2 separate regions of the Bos taurus genome follow, and region 1 is linked to region 2. A link is a contact called in public Hi-C data. All regions are on one chromosome and are shown on one strand. Each heading gives the region's core, a stretch centred on a gene start, on an enhancer-like site or on the middle of the called end of the contact. The rest is flanking DNA. Distances are from core to core; before and after follow the strand shown. Region 1 overlaps ABHD2 (abhydrolase domain containing 2, acylglycerol lipase). Region 2 has its middle 8.2 kb from the start of ABHD2.

The links. A called contact is a pair of places that touch in the nucleus more often than the background predicts.
Region 1: a Hi-C map of liver shows a contact between it and region 2, with 2.5 times the contacts expected there. The contact joins two enhancer-like sites. A contact is called at or near these places in 5 of 11 Hi-C or Micro-C datasets (blastocyst, blood, liver and 2 more).

Annotation. Positions count from the first base shown.
Region 1 is chr21:20,664,122-20,668,708 of ARS-UCD2.0, forward strand. ABHD2 (abhydrolase domain containing 2, acylglycerol lipase) reads left to right here. Exons shown (of 11, transcript NM_001015549.1): 6 at 949-1,132. Among named protein-coding and RNA genes, the nearest start is that of RLBP1, 44 kb to the right of the region's middle. Within about 2 kb of position 3,205, at least 16 of the 102 cell types and tissues checked have an H3K27ac peak or open chromatin away from gene starts, as enhancers often do. A contact at or near this core is called in liver, where this site is marked.
Region 2 is chr21:20,565,815-20,570,121 of ARS-UCD2.0, forward strand. No RefSeq gene overlaps it. Among named protein-coding and RNA genes, the nearest start is that of ABHD2, 8.2 kb to the right of the region's middle. Within about 2 kb of position 1,612, at least 6 of the 102 cell types and tissues checked have an H3K27ac peak or open chromatin away from gene starts, as enhancers often do. A contact at or near this core is called in liver, where this site is marked.

The DNA.
Region 1 (4,587 bases), core at 1,955-4,454, 100 kb after region 2:
CTGTCGCCCCCTTCTCCTCTTGCTCTCCATCTTTCCCAGCATCAGGGTCTTTTCCAATGAGTCAGCTCTTTGCATCAGGTATGCAAAGTGTTAGAGCTTCAGCTTCAGCATCAGTCCTTCCAATGAATATTCAGGGCTGATTTCCTCTAGGATTGACTGGTTTGATCTCCTTGTTGTCCAAGGGACTCTCAAGAGTCTCCTCCAGCACCACAGTTCAGAAACATCAATTTTTGGCACTCAGCCTTCTCTGCAGGTAGCCAAAGAGAAGTCTGGCTTCTCTCTCTACACACACACCGAAATACCTGCCATCCCTCAGCATCCTCAGGGAACTGGTTCCGGGACCCTCTTGGACACCAAAATCCACGGATGCTCAAGCTCCTTATATAAAATGGCATAGTATTTCCATAAAACCTAGGCACATCCTCCTGTGTACTTTAAAATAGTGGTTCCCAACCTTTTTGTCACCAGGGACCGGTTTCGTGGAAGACAGTTTTTCCATGGACCAAGGTGGGGGATGGTTTGGGGATGATTCAAGCGCTTTACATTTATTATGCACTTTATTTCTGTTATTATTATATCAGCTCCACCTCAGATCATCAGGCATTCGGTCCCAGAGGTTGGGGACCCCTGCTTTAAAACATTTCTAGGTTACTTATAATACCTGATAATACCACGTAAATGCTATGTAAATAGTTGCTTATGTACGGCCAGTTTAAGTTTTGATTTTTAGAACTCTGGAATTTTTTTCCCAAATATTTTCGATCTGTGTTTGGTTGAATCTGCAGGTGTAGAACCCACAAATACAGAGGATGGGCTGTATACTTACATTTCTGTCTGTCTCTCTCTCTTAATGCCTTGGCACCCACTTAAGTAACCCTCCCAGCTCACATTTTCTCCAAACTTTGTTGCATCTGAAATGACCAAGTTCTCTTACCTCTCTGTCCACAGGCTGCACCTGGGAATTTGGAGCCATGGTAAACTACATCAAGAAGACATATCCCCTGACCCAGCTGGTGGTCGTGGGCTTCAGCTTGGGCGGTAACATCGTGTGTAAATACTTGGGGGAGACCCAGGCCAACCAAGAAAAGGTTCTGTGCTGCGTCAGCGTGTGCCAGGGCTACAGCGCACTGAGGTGAGTGATCCTGGCCACGTGCTCCCACTTCCTGCTGCCACTGGTCCTCCAGTTAGCTTTCATTTATTGAGATGTCCCCAGCACACCAGACACTGGCCCGTGAAGACCTGGGGAAATGCTAGGGCAGACTAAGCAGAAGTGTCTGGGTCTTGATTTTACCTTGCTTTGCTTCCACATCATATACTGGAGTGGTCCTGTCAGACCCCTTCAACCTGGGATATGCAGCTGTATTTTGGGGGTCAGATCTGTAATGGAGTAAGCCAAAGCCCCGCCCCTTTAATAGCTGCTGTTTCCCTTTGGAGTCTCTGAGATTACTTAAATTCTTCATGCTCCAGGAGTTTTGTAGAACTGTGGGTTTATGAAAACACAGGAGACTTGGCAAAGCAGGGTCTGAGAGCTGGACCACCGTATGACCCCAACCCCTCCTACCTGCCAAAGAGTTGAGTCTCGGATGGCATCTGAAGGGATCTGTAGAAACTGTTTAATCTGTGCCCTCACCGTCAAATAGTCATCTCTCTCAGCATCCCAAGATCACACATAAGAGACGACCTTCTGGGTAGAGGTTTACCTCCCGGCTAGCCCCCCGACAACAGAAACCTGCAGGATGAGTCCTAGGGGGACACTTGTCTGCTCTGACCTCCCTGCCCAGATCAGTGTTGTCCTCGACCACTCCAGAGTCACCACGCACACACATTCACACATATACACACACACCCATACACACCCATACACATACACACTCACAAACATGCACGTTCATATATATACACCTATACACGTACACACATACACACACACACATACACCCATACACATACACACTCACACACACACACACCCCCATACACATACACACATACACATTCATGTACACACACCCATACACATACACACTCACAAACATGCACATTCATATATACATACCCATACACGTACACATATACGCACTCATACACACTCACACACAAACACACTCATATACACACACATCTCTTCAGATTCTTTAAATGCATTCATATTTTTTCCTGTACTCACTCCTTGTGATAATGTCTTTTTGTGTTATAAATGGTTAATGAAGAAATCTAAAATCACACACACAAAAAATAAAAAACAAACTCCCTGCCCTGATTGATCCAGTCTAATACCACAGTCCTTGTAGACAATCCTTACTTTCTGCCTCACCTGTATGTCTTGGTGTCGTTTAAACCTATTTTGTCATTTCTAATGGATAAGGGGCTATGTTATTTCTAAAAATATCTATTACTGGAATTTGAAATCAACAAATCCAAAGGGCAAATGCAGGCTCAGAATTCAGCCTCTGCCCAAGCCTTAAAGCTTGGCCAAAATGGGGAGTTTAAATGTACCCCAAAATAGACAGGAAATACTTCCCTGCTGGAGCCTTTCCTGAGTTCCAGGGCTGAAGCCTGGGTCCCAGTTGTTCTCACCTGCAGTACGGGGGTGACAATAATTGGAAACTACCCTGTGACGCCATGGTGAGGGTCAAATGAGTTCATGAGAATGAACTACTTGGAACAGTGCCAGGCACGTAGAAAGTTGTCAGTAACTACCAATTATCATCATTATGCATTGTCAAATGAGAAGTGGGCTACATCAGTGGATCGTAGCATCACAAAGACCAATCTAGAGAACTAGTGACTGCCACACTTAGTTAAGAATCACTTGGAGGATCATGATAAAAATAAATTCATTTTCTCGGGCCCCAGCCCCGGAGATCCTGATTTGTGAGTCTGGGGCATGGGGCCAGGAATCTGCTTTTGGACGCATTTCACAGGTGACTCCTGAGGTGTTAGCCGTGTTTAGCAGTCACTGGGCCCAGGGACCTCAAGGGTCTCTCCAGCTCTAGTGTTGCAGGCTAGGTTATTCTCCTCATTCTCCTGTTGGGAATCCTCCCCTTCAATTCCCCTCTACACTCTGGTTTGAATCAGAACACGTTCCTTTGTGTTGACTTGGCTAGAAATACTCAACTCCTGATTCTCAGCCATGATGTAACCAGAGTTACCCAAAGCCCCATCCTTGCCAGTACCTGGGATCTTAGAGCAAAGAGCAGAGGGCACGCCCCAGGATCCCGGGTAAATCAACTCTTGTCTGATTAGCGGTCCAGTTTTTTGGCCAGGCTTCTAGTGTCTGTAAAAATCAGAGTCCCTTCCTAAACCAAGCGCTGTCAAGTGACTAGAACACTGACTTCGTGTTCAGAGAGCACTGGGTTTGACAGGAACGAGAATGTAGGACAAGTTTGTTTTCCCTGTTTTTTAACGCGGAGAATCGTCAATTAACAGCCTTGTTTAATTTTGCTGCAACAGCGCCATCTGCTGTTGGCCAAGCCCATGACTTGCACAATTGAGGATCCCAGGTATGGGTTTAAGCTAGGAAGCTAACCAACATCTGTGAGGTGCTCTATGCACTTTGCAGACGTGGTCCACACCACTTCTCTTTGAGGCCTCAGAGATCTTTATATTCATAATCATTGTCACATCAGTTGTCTGCAAATAGAAGAGAAACAGGCAACTTTATCCTCTGGAGCAAAGAGATCCAGGCTAAGATCCTACACCCTACGCACAGGAAAACTGGAGGCAGATCAGAGACACGGTCGTCTTATGTGTGCTGGGGCCGCTCACGGCTCAGGTCCCCTCAACGTTTCAATGAGATCTACTCGCCAGGAGACAGTGCCTTACTTTCAACCAGTGTAACCTTTTTTTTCCTGCCGAGGCTTGAGGGCAGTGAGCCTTTTCCGCACTGGAATGATGGCAGCCATGCTTCCTTTACACGGAGGTGAAGCGGGGAGGGCCCATCTGCCGCTGCAGGGGCCACACAGGAGTTCATGCTTCTGGTAAATCCCTCCCCTAGTTGAGTCTCCAGAACCGCTGGTCAGTGATCCGTCCTCTCCCTCTGGCTTCTCATCCCGTAACGCACCTCCCCACTAGCCACAGCCAGTTCTAGGCTCAGAAGCCAGCCCCCGCTTGCTGTAGTTAGCAGAGTCTAGCTGCTGCTAAACTAGCTCACGCTTGATGAGGTGCTGAACCAGCAAAGGAGGGTGACAGATGTCCCCAGACTACACTGTATCCAGCAGACTTAACTCGTTCCCTCAGCACAAACAGCTGCCAACTAGCCCTGGAAATGTGTGTGTTCAGACTCAGCCTAAATCTCTAGTTTAATTAATCATTTAATGGTGTTAAGAAGACATGCTGCGTGCTCTGTCATTCAGTCATGTCCGACTCTTTGCGACTCCATGGACTGTAGCCCGCCAAGTTCCTCTGTCCATGGGATTTTCCAGGCAAGGATACTGGATTAGGTTGCCATTTCCTTCTCCAGGGGATATTCCTGACCCTGGGATCGAACCCACGTCTCTTATGTCTCCTGCATTGGCAGGCAGATTCTTTACCACTGAGCCACCTGGGAAACCCCTGATTAGAAATTGGGGCATCTTGAAAGAACTT
Region 2 (4,307 bases), core at 362-2,861:
AAATGGGTCACCAACAAGGACCTCCTGTACAGCACAGGGAACTCTGCTCAATGTTATGGCAGCCTGGATGGGAGGGGAGTTTGGGGGAGAATGGGTATATGTATATGTATGGCTGAGTCCCTTCACTGTTCACCTGGAACAATCACAGCATTGTTAACTGGAAATACACCAATACAAAATAATAAGTTTAAAAAAGACAGAGAGACAGGGTTAACATGATCAAGGCGACATGCATGTGCCTGGAGTTTAGGATACCTGGGGTGTGACTTGCGCTGAACTAGGATAACCAAATCCTCAGGCAGAGAAGATGAAGCCATCTACTTCGATGAAATAGTAACCAGCCTCTGTCGTGTCACTGGCCCATTCTATCTCTTCACCTTCTCTCCTATTGATTTTCCACTTGGACTCTGCTCTGGACAAGTCAAATTGCATTCTTCCACTTAGAGGCCTCTGTCCCCATGTCCTCCCCCCTCCCCGGGTGCCATGCCACCCTCACCCTGACCTCAGCCCATAGACCTTCAAGCACCAGTTCGTATCTCTAAGAATCAAAATCAGAAGAAATTGTTCCCTCTGTGGAATAATTGCTCATGATATTGATTACACTTTATCACTTACTACTCAGTCCTTTTTAGTGAGCTCTCCAAGTATTTCCCTTTGGCCTACACAGGACTTGGCTTTCTGGTTCTCTCTCTGTAATACTAAATGTCTTGCTCGGTAAAAATATTTGCTCTGTTATTAAATCCAATATATGGTGAAACAATATAGGGATCTCTGGCAGGATGTAAACAGCTTAAAAATAGCTCAAGAACATGAAATTATGCAGGAAAGGCTTGTAAAGCACTTACTTAATGCACAAGTTTTACTGACTCCTTTGGAGTTAGCAGCATGAACAACTCAATTTTTATTACTGTAATTAAGGATGACGTCAAGAAAAGGAATGCACGGTGACTAAGAAGTCATCTCTGGCCAATCACCTGTATTAATCACTCTGATTATGTATCTGATTATAATGCTGAAACAGCTTTTCATCTGTGTGTGTGTGTGTGTGTGTGTGTGTGTGTGTATTACATAAACATTTACAGCCCTGGGTCCTACGTATGTAAGTACAAGTGTCACCACACTATTTATCATTCAAATTGAGACCATTTGAGAGTGAACAGGGGCCACGGTTGCAGTGAAAAGGAAAAAAGGGGGAATGAGTTTTTCTTTCTTTTCTTTTCCTTTCTGAGAACAAAGAAGATAAAGAGAACAGTGAGCAGGCTTGATCATTCCTGGTTTTCACTTTAACTATTCCTAATCTGTGGTTTGTAACTAAGTTTGCTTTTCTCAAAACTAACCTGACACTATGTAATTTACATCCTGCATTTAACTCAGCATAACTTACATTCTGCATCTATCATCCTTTAACTCTGTGCTAATTGCATCCTGTACCTGGTGCTCACCTTTACCTGGGACCACCTCTTGTAGTTTTTTATCTTTTTGCACTTTTAGCCAGAAAGCCACAGTACAAAAATCCAGAGACAAACAGACCCAATTACCAGGCTACACTGGACTGCCAGACTCAATTCCTGGGCTACCTGATGCCAGATAGGAGTTTTGAAACAAAGCAAGAAAAAAAAAAAAGAATGCAAACCTTCATTACTTTGAGCCTTATCATTTATCTAAAGACCAGAGACCCAGACTATGGAAAGTCCCTCGGTTCCCTTGGGGCAGGGAGCACAGTTCTTGAGACCCTAGCCTGCTGCGTACTCCTCTCCACTGGCTGAGAATTAAGGCCACCTTTCTTTTTCCTCCAAACTCTGTCTCTGTAATTTTTAAATTTGGCTTCAGTGGGCAGAGAAAGCCAAGATTTGGGGGATAACAACACTGTTAAAATTCTACTGGGGCAGCAGGCGTAAAACCAAGACTGTCCTGGACATAAAAGCACCCTGTGATGTGACCACAGACAACTTCACAAGTAAGTTTAAGGAAGCAGCCCAAGTCACAGACAGGGATCTTGTTCAGCCAGCCAGCAGGAAGCTTTACTGATAACAGAAGAGGCTAAACCGTTGAATTTCACCATAGTTTGTCCTCATGGAACTATTGAGTATGGCAACTTAGATCTTCTAAACAAACTTCATCTGTGTTATCAATCAGAAGCTAGCCAGGAGGCCTGGCCCTGGGGCTTTCTAAACACATTGCCCAGACTTTACACAGAGGCAGCACTGGGTATGACAATAAAGTGACAGTGTTGGAGTCCTTAGAGCCTGAGCTATCTCAGGCCTTGAGGCGGAATCTCATGGACACCCAGGTTGCAGCCACAGCTTTCACCTTTCCCTCAGAGGGGTTATGCTGATGAGGTCTAGTCTCAAAAATCTTAACTCATGGTGGGGATGTAAACTGGTGCAACCACTATGGAAATCAGTATCGAAATTCCTCAAAAAACTAAAGATAGAACTACCGTATGATCCAGCAAGGGCTTCCCTGGTGGCTCAGCAGTAAAGAATCCGCCTGGCAATGCAGGAGACATGGGTTCCATCCCTGGGTCAGGAAGATCTCCTCGAGAAGAAAATGGCAACCCATTACAGTATTCTTCCCTGGAGAAACCCATGGACAGAGGAGCCTGGTGGGCTACAGTCCATGGGATCACAACAGTTGGACAAAACTTAGCGACTAAACAGCAGCAACAACAATGATCCAGCAATCACACTCCTGGGCATATATCCAAAGTGAAAGAAAGTGAAGTCACTCAGTCGTGTCTGACTCTTTTCGACCTCATGGACTGTAGCCTACCAGGCTTCTCCATGCATGGAATTTTCCAGGCAAGAGTACTGGAGTGGATTGCCATATCCTTCTCCAAGGGATTTTCCTGACCCAGGGATTGAACCGGGTCTCCTGCATCGCAGGCAGACGCTTTACCATCTAAGTCACCAGGGCATATATCCAAATGAAACTATAATTTGAAAAGATAGATGCACCTCTATGTTCATAGCAGCCCAATAGCCAAGACATAGTTCACAACAGCCCAGACATGGAAACAACCTAAATATCATCAACAGAGAAATGGATAAAGAAGGTGGGGCACATACATACGGAATATCACTCAGCCATGAAAAGAATGAAACAATGCCAGCAACATGGATGAACCTGGAGATTATCATACCAAGCGAAGTAGGTCAGAACGAGAGGGACAGATAGATATCACTTATATGTGCATTCTAAAATATGCCACAAATGAACTTATTTACAAAACAGAAGCAGACTCATAGACAAGAGAACAGACTTGTGGTTGCTAAGGGGGAGGAGGGGAGGAGAAGGTTGGGTTAGGAGTTTGGGATTAGCAGATATAAACTATTATATATAGAATGAATAAACAATAAGGTCCTATTGAGTAGCATGGGGAACTATTTTAGATATCCTGTGATAGGGCTTCCCTGGAGGTCCAGTGGTGAAGAATCTGTCTTGCAATGCAAGGGACACTGGTTCAATCCCTGGTCTTGGAAGATCCCAAATGCCGTGGAGCAGCTAAGCCCATCCAACACAGCTACTGAGCCAGCATTCTAGAGCCCTCGAGCCACAACTAGTGAGCCCACGAGCTGCAGCTACTGACGCCTGTGTGCCTAGAGCCTTCGCTCTGAAATAAGAGGAGCCACTGCAACGAGAAGCCTGCACGCCACAACCGAGAGTAGCTCCTGCTTGCCGTGACTAGCGAAGGACTTCATGCAGCAACAAAGACCCACCACAGCCAAAATAAGTAAATACATAAATCTTTAAAAAAATATCCTGTGATAAACCATAGTGGAAAGAAAGATGAAAACCCCCCTTAACTCAGTCCTCCGAACCTTCTCTGGTAAGGAGAGTCTGAAGGAAAACCTTCTCTTACCATGTGGCAGGTGGTAGATAAAATTAGCAAAAAAAAAAAACCACCCTGCATGTGTTAGGGTGATGGGTAAATGAGAATTTTCTGTACTTTCTGTCCAATTTTGCTGTGAATCCAAAACTATTTTTTATTTTAATTTTATTTATTTGGCTGCACCAGGTCTTAGTTGCAGCATGTGAGATCTTGTTCCCTGACCAGGGATTGAACTTGGGTCTCCTGCATTGGGAGCTCAGAGTCTTAGCCACTGGACCACGAGAGAAGTCCCCAAAACTATTTTTTAAAATAAAGTCTATTCAGGGACTTCCTTTGTGGTCCAGTGGCTAAGATTTGACCTTCCTACTCAGGGAGTGTGGGTTCAATTCCTGGTCAGTGAGCTGGGACCCCACATGCTTGATGGCCAAAAAATCCAACAAACATAAAACAGAAGCAATATTGTAGCAAGTTCAGT